Linked DNA regions of Neogale vison: region 1 is linked to region 2. Evidence: chromatin contacts called from public Hi-C data. All regions are on one chromosome and are shown on one strand. The core of a region is the stretch at or near the end of the contact, and the rest is flanking DNA. Distances in the headings are between cores, read along the strand shown. Region 1 holds the start of NDUFA6 (NADH dehydrogenase [ubiquinone] 1 alpha subcomplex subunit 6). Region 2 holds the start of NFAM1 (NFAT activation molecule 1).

The links. Hi-C and Micro-C count contacts between places; a contact is called where the count stands out from the background.
Region 1: a contact with region 2 is called in a Hi-C map of fibroblasts, with 6 times the contacts expected there. The contact joins the promoter of NDUFA6 here to the promoter of NFAM1 in region 2. A contact is called at or near these places in 2 of 3 Hi-C or Micro-C datasets (fibroblasts and muscle).

What each region holds. Positions count from the first base shown.
Region 1 is chr12:6,707,155-6,710,513 of ASM_NN_V1, forward strand. NDUFA6 (NADH dehydrogenase [ubiquinone] 1 alpha subcomplex subunit 6) reads left to right here and starts at 1,844. Exons shown (of 3, transcript XM_044227868.1): 1 at 1,844-2,025. The coding sequence starts at 1,887.
Region 2 is chr12:6,429,890-6,432,894 of ASM_NN_V1, forward strand. It overlaps NFAM1 (NFAT activation molecule 1), which reads left to right and starts at 1,548. Exons shown (of 7, transcript XM_044226672.1): 1 at 1,548-1,618; 2 at 2,735-2,877. The coding sequence starts at 2,841.

The DNA.
Region 1 (3,359 bases), core at 594-3,093, 280 kb after region 2:
AAAAAAAAGAGTATGGTTAGTTTTGTAAGAAACTGCGAAACTGACTTCCAAAGTGGCTGTTTGATTCTTTATTTTCACCAGCAATGACAGAGTTCCTGCCATTGGGTTTGTCACTTTGGCTCTTTTTTTTTTTTTTTTTTTTTAAACTAGGCTCTATGCCCAACATGGGACTTGAACTCATGACCCTGAGATCAAGAGTCAGATGCTCTACTGACTCAGCCAGCCAGAGGCCCCATCTTTGCTTATTTTTAAATTGGGCTATTTGCCTTTTTATTACTGAGCTGTAAGAGTCATATATATTCTAGATACAAATACATTACAGAATGAATGATTTGCAAATATCTTCTCCCAGTTTGTGGTTTTTTCAGCGGCCTTTTTTTTTTTTTTCAATGAAAAGGAATATTAAATGCTACATTCATGATAGCGGTGACTCCTGGAGGAGGCAGGAGCATGGACGGGGTTAGAATTAGGTAGAGGTGATGAAGTAGGTGCTGGGAGAGGTAGAGCACAGATTCCAGGGACAGCTGCCTGGGTCTCAAGCCAGCCCTGCCCGGTAACTTCCTCTCTGTGTGTCTGTTTTCTCATCTGTAAAATGGGTTTAAAGGTGCTGATCCCACAGGTGTGTTGTGATGCATGAACAAGTTAATGTGCCTGGAGAACTCAAATCAGTGGCTGTCAAGAGCACAGTCTGCTTATATAATCCTTAACTCTATCACCACTTTTTGAGGTTGTGGTTGAGGCCTCAAGGTTTCCATTTTATTATCATGCTTTGAACTCGTATATGGTGCAAGCTTCCTTTGAATGAGTAACTCACTTAAAAGCAGACACATTTTAAAAGGCAATGCAAGAACAAAAATCGGATTTTCTTTTACCCTTTAAAACGGGAAAGGCTGGGATAGTTGCAGGGCCCTATTCCGTGCTGGCTGGGGTCTCAGAGCTGAGCTCAGCCCCTGCTCCTGCCCCTCCCCCAGCACCCTCACAAGGTGCACGTGACCTTGACCCCAAACCACCTGTTTCCTGGGGTGCTAACAGAAGCTCTCTGATCCATGAGATTAAAGAAGATCAGGTAAAATGGTCTAGTGTGCGGCCTGCCATGCGTTAGCTGTTATTTCTCCCTTAGCACCTCCGGACCCCCCACCCGGGATGGCCAGATGACAACCTCAGTAGAAAAATATCACAACGGAGGGGACACGCAGGACAGTCGATGCAAGCCTGCCTCCGGCTCCACGTTTCTGGGCCGCTTCTCACGGAGATGCACAGGTTAGGATGAAAAGGTTCTTGTCTGAAACGGGGCTGATGATAGAGCCCACCTTCCCGGGACGTGGAGAAGCGCCAGGAGGGCAACGGCCAGGAAAGAGCTTTGGCGGCTACCCAGCGCTTCCGAAGAGTTGGTTTATTGGGGTGGGGGGTGGGGGGTGGGGGACAGAATGATGCTGCAGAGAAACCGCACAGGGCCCAGGCCGGCGCCAAGGAAGCCCAGGCGCCCTGGGGGGCTTCCGCTGCCCCTGGGGACCCGTGACCCCGGCCCGGGGAAAGCGACCCGCGAAGCTCTGCGAGACCCGCGCGCCCACAGGCACAACCAAAGGAGCGCGGCGAGCTGGTGGTGGCCGGCGGGACAACGGAGGACGCCAAGGCTGCGGCTCCGCGGCCAGCCTGGCGCTCGAGCGTCTCCTGGCGGCGAGGTTGGGCCAACCTCACCAACAGCTGAGCTGGGGTTTCCGGGTCTGGGCATGCGCATCCCCTAGCGTCCTCCCAGCCAGTCAGAGAGTCCCACAGCTATCCTCCCGCCTACCCATGGCGCTTGGGGGCGTGGCTTTTAGTTTTAGCCAATGACAAAAGACTTTCGTCCTTTGGCCGCCCCCACTGAAGGTGGTTTCTTTAGCAAGATGGCGGCGAGCGGCCTCCGGCGGGCTGCTGCTACGGTGCCCACTTCAGTGAAGCCCATTTTTAGTCGGGACATGAACGAAGCCAAGCGGAGGGTGCGCGAGTTGTACCGCGCCTGGTACCGAGAGGTGCCGAACACTGGTGAGAGGCCGCGGCGCAAGCGGGGCTCCGGATGCAGCCGCCCAAGGTCGCAGCCGTCCTGGCCTCCCATTTCTCCCGGGACGAGCTGAGGTCACCGACCTGGGCACAGGCGACTCCGGGTGCTTCAGGGGAGGAGGGTCACCCAAGCATTGGTGGACCCGACCCGGCGGCGGCGCCGGTCTCAAAAGCAACCGTGACCTGCGTCCGAACCGCGCTTCTAGGCGCTCTGGGCGCGTTGGCCCTTTTCGTCCCCGTAATTGTTACCGATTCCGTGGGAGGGACTGTGGGTGACAGGCTTGTTTTATAGGTGAGGGATGTGAGGCACCTAGAGGCGAAGTGATGCCCCCGAGGCCCAGAGCCAGCCTTGGTGGATCTGGAACCCAAAGTCAGCTGTAAGTTGCTGACTGTATTTACAGGTGCCCATTAGGTTCTGTGAGCCGAAAGTGGGTGTAGGGCTTGAGTGGTCATCTGTCTCGCACACGCCCACCCCCACCCGCCACGGAAAAACAGACCACCAGAGAAGGGAAGTGACTTTCCCAAGGTCATCCAGTTAAGTCAGTGTTTGGTGGCTTTTCCAGTCCAAGTGAGGTGGCCTCCCACAGCTTCCCGAGCTTGCTCCCCAGCTCTGCCTGCCTCTAGCATTTCTTAGGAACTCCGTTCCCTCCCCTCGCATGACCTGCCCCCTACTGCCTCGCTGTCCCCTGCCTTCACTTAGATGCCCCAGAACCAGTCACTGGAAGGATTGAAATACTGAGGTCCCCGGTTGCAGAGATTCTGTTTTCTTATCTCGGTGTTCCCCCTCGGCACTGCCCAATGTCCCTGTTGAGAAAAGATCTGGGAAATAAACTGTCAAGGACGGTAGGAACGTTAGAGGCTGTCGATATTTTGTTGTTTTGTAGATTGATGGAGTGTGTTTTAGTGTGGACCGTCACTGCTGGTCTAAGAGGGAAGGTGTTCGTAAGTGAGCTCCCCTCTGGGCTGTCCCTTCCCTACGTGTGTGTGAGAAGCAATAGAGTGTGGTAGTTAACACAGACTTGTCCCCAGACCTTGCCTCTTACTAGCTGTGTGACCTTGAGCAAATTATTTCATCTTGCTGTGCCTCAGTTTCCTCCTCTGTAAAACGAGCATCATGGTGATACCTTCTTCAGAGAGTAGACTTATTAAAAAGGTAGTATATTTAAAGTGCTGAGGGGAAGCCTTGGCACTTAGGTACTCATTGAATGTTGGCCGCCACTGTTGTTTTTTTTTTTTTTTTAAAGATTTTATTTATTTATTTGACAGAGCGAGATCACAAGTAGGCAGAGAGGCAGGCAGAGAGAGAGGAGGAAGCAGGC
Region 2 (3,005 bases), core at 298-2,797:
ACCCTATCATAAATGATGCCAGGGCTTCTGTGAACCAGAGCCGGAAAGCGGCTCAACTCAGTCGTGGCTGAAAATCTGTACACGCGAAATGAAAACAGTAGAAATCGATACTGGTGGTACTACCAGTAATTTTTTAACAGAAAAATAAATGGTCTTATTTATCTGACCGTTGTCACCAGACAGCAAAGGTAGTTTCAGGAAAGGATGGGGATGGGGGAGGCCTTCCAGGTCCTGCTCCCCTGGTCCCCCCTCCCACCCCTGCTGCTTGGGACCTAACGCCCCAGTCCCTCTGGCTGGCTCATTCTCTCCTACTCCTAGAAGCTTCTCACTGAGCCTTTGTGAATGCCCTGGCCTTGGCGTCCGTGGCGGGCTCAGCCTGGTCTGGGCTTGTGTCCTCCTCACACTGGGTTCCCACAGGTTTGTGACTCAGGTGTGTGGGAGTCAGGCTCCGCCCTAGATGGAGGGCAATGCCCCCAAAAGGTTTGTTGAATGAATGATAGAGGGATTCAACGTTTCTGGTGGGTCATTGGAGGTAGTTCTAGACTCCTCTAAGAATTAGAGGTGCTGGCCTGCGTTCTTTGCTGTCTCTGGAACCAGGGCCTTCTGCCTGTGACCCAGGTCTCCCCAGGCATGGGGTATTTAGGGAAAAAGTGGCCTAGCTTAGTACACTGAAGGGAAGTGGGAGGAAAAGAACCTTCTGGGCAGAGGGGAGAGGGAGAGCAGGAGAGAAGCTCCCCTGAGGAATCAAGCCAAGCTGATGGGGGAATTCCCACAGATTCCCCTGCCCCTGCCCAGCCCCCTGTCCCCAACTCTGAAGCCTTAACAGGGTTCAGCTCCTAGACAAAAGTCCACTGGGGACCGCCTCTCCTGTCCCTCCTCCTGTTCCCACTCCCCACCCTTTCTAAGTGTCTCCCGCTGCCCATCCCAGACCTGTCACCCTCCACAGATTTCCTCATGGCTAACCACACACCCTGGGTGTCCGTACCCGTCCCATGGCCCCACGCTGGACCCATGTTGCTCTCTGCCCGTCCCCCAAGCCCCACACAGAGACCAGTACTAGAAAGAGGCTCAATAAGAGTTGAAGGCAGAACAGGTATTTTCTTTTTTTTTTTTAAGATTTTATTTATTTATTGAACAGAGATAACAAGTAGGCAGAGAGGCAGGCAGAGAGAGAGAGAGAGAGAGAGAGGAGGAAGCAGGCTCCCTTGCGGGGCTCCATCCCAGGACCCTGGGATCATGACCTGAGCTGAAGGCAGAGGCTTTAACCCACTGAGCCACCCAGGTGCCCCAGAACAGCTACTTCCAACTCACATCTTATTCTTTGCAAACTCTTTCCCTCCTGTCACTCCCAACCACTTTTTTTTTTTTTAAAGATTTTATTTATTTATTTGACAGAGAGAGATCACAAGTAGGCAGAGAGGCAGGCAGAGAGAGAGAGAGGGAAGCAGGCTCCCTGTTGAGCAGAGAGCCCGATGCGGGACTGGATCCCAGGACCCTGAGATCATGACCTGAGCCGAAGGCAGCGGCTTAACCCACTGAGCCACCCAGGCACCCCACTCCCAACCACTTTTCATCAAATCCATGGTGGCTGAGGAAACGGCCCCCATTGGCTTAGAAGGTAAGGAGGGGGGCACGGTGAGGTGCTTGTTCTCTATTCCCTGGACACCTGCTGGCCTTCCAAGGGAGGGGGAAGGGGCAGAGGGAATGAAGGAGGATCAAATCTCTTTGAAGGGCTCCCCCTGGCTCCTTCCAAGCCGGCCTCCTGGAAGGCGGCCACCACCCTGCCCACAGCCCCTTGGGAATGTGACTTGAAAGTGCTTCGGGCAGTTTCTCCAGTGTGAGAACTACGGGATGTTAAAATTCAGATGCCCTGGGCTCTCAGAGCTAGATCTCTGGGGTGGGGCCAGAAATCTGCATAATTACCAGCGGCCACACACAGGCCTCTGCCCACGGGACACTGAGGCCCTCTGGCTCATAAAACCACAGAACTGTGTGGGGTGACAATGCATGAATTAGCCTCAGGGGAGGCTAATTGTTTCCTTAATTGGCTGAACTCACTGTGGGAGCCCTGCTCAGAAAGTCTCCGGTTGTCACCGCAAAACCGTGGGACTGGTTTGCTTGGTGGCCAGTGACGGACTCTGATGGCTTCCCCCAAGCAGATTTCATAAAGTGTTTCCAGCAAAGCAGCTTGTTAGAACCCAGGGGGGCAAGCTCTAAAGGACGCTCAGGTCCCTGGGAAGGGCATTGCAGAGAGAGCCAGCAGGCCCAGCACTCCGTTCCCACAGGCTCCCTGCACCCCGCCCCCGGCCCCGCTTGCCCCGAAACCCCCCCCTTCTCCCGCCCTGCTCCGGCCACTCCATCAAGCTGCTTCTCGAGCCCCCCACCGAGCTTGCTGGGTGGCAGCCTCGGCAGAAGGAAAAGAAGGGACAGGGAGAGGCACTTCGGGTGAGCCTTCCCCTGTTTGCCACCAGGTGGCGCCATTGGCACAGGACAACCTGGGGCTGTCCCGTATGGCCAGTGGGGACCAGGGTGGTACCATTAGTTCAAGACCAAAGCCTTTGGTCCACCTGAGGACCTCCAGTGAGGCGCTCCCCCGAGCCACCTGCTCAGTGCTTATCCTTCCCAGGGACACGGTTGTACCAGGATGCCAAGCCTAACAGGGCCTCGGCACACGGCAAACATGGATAAATACTGAAAAATGATGCCATCTTTGTTTTTTTTTTTCTTCTCCCAGATCTTAAGGATTACTTTCCGCGTGGCAGGGGCTGAGGAGGAAGCACTGAGTCCTTGCTGCCTTCCCGCAACAGAACTCGCCGGGAGAGTCTTGTCTCACTCTGGGCATGTGTCCATCAGGAAAACGCTGGTCTCTGCCCCCAGGTACGCCCCTCATCCCCTCTGTGACCCTGAGCAGGTCATTTGCCCGATTTTTCCTCTTTCACTAATTCTGGACGATGAGGGTTATAATACCAGCCCTGCCGGGAGGATCAAGTGAATTTTGCAAGAGA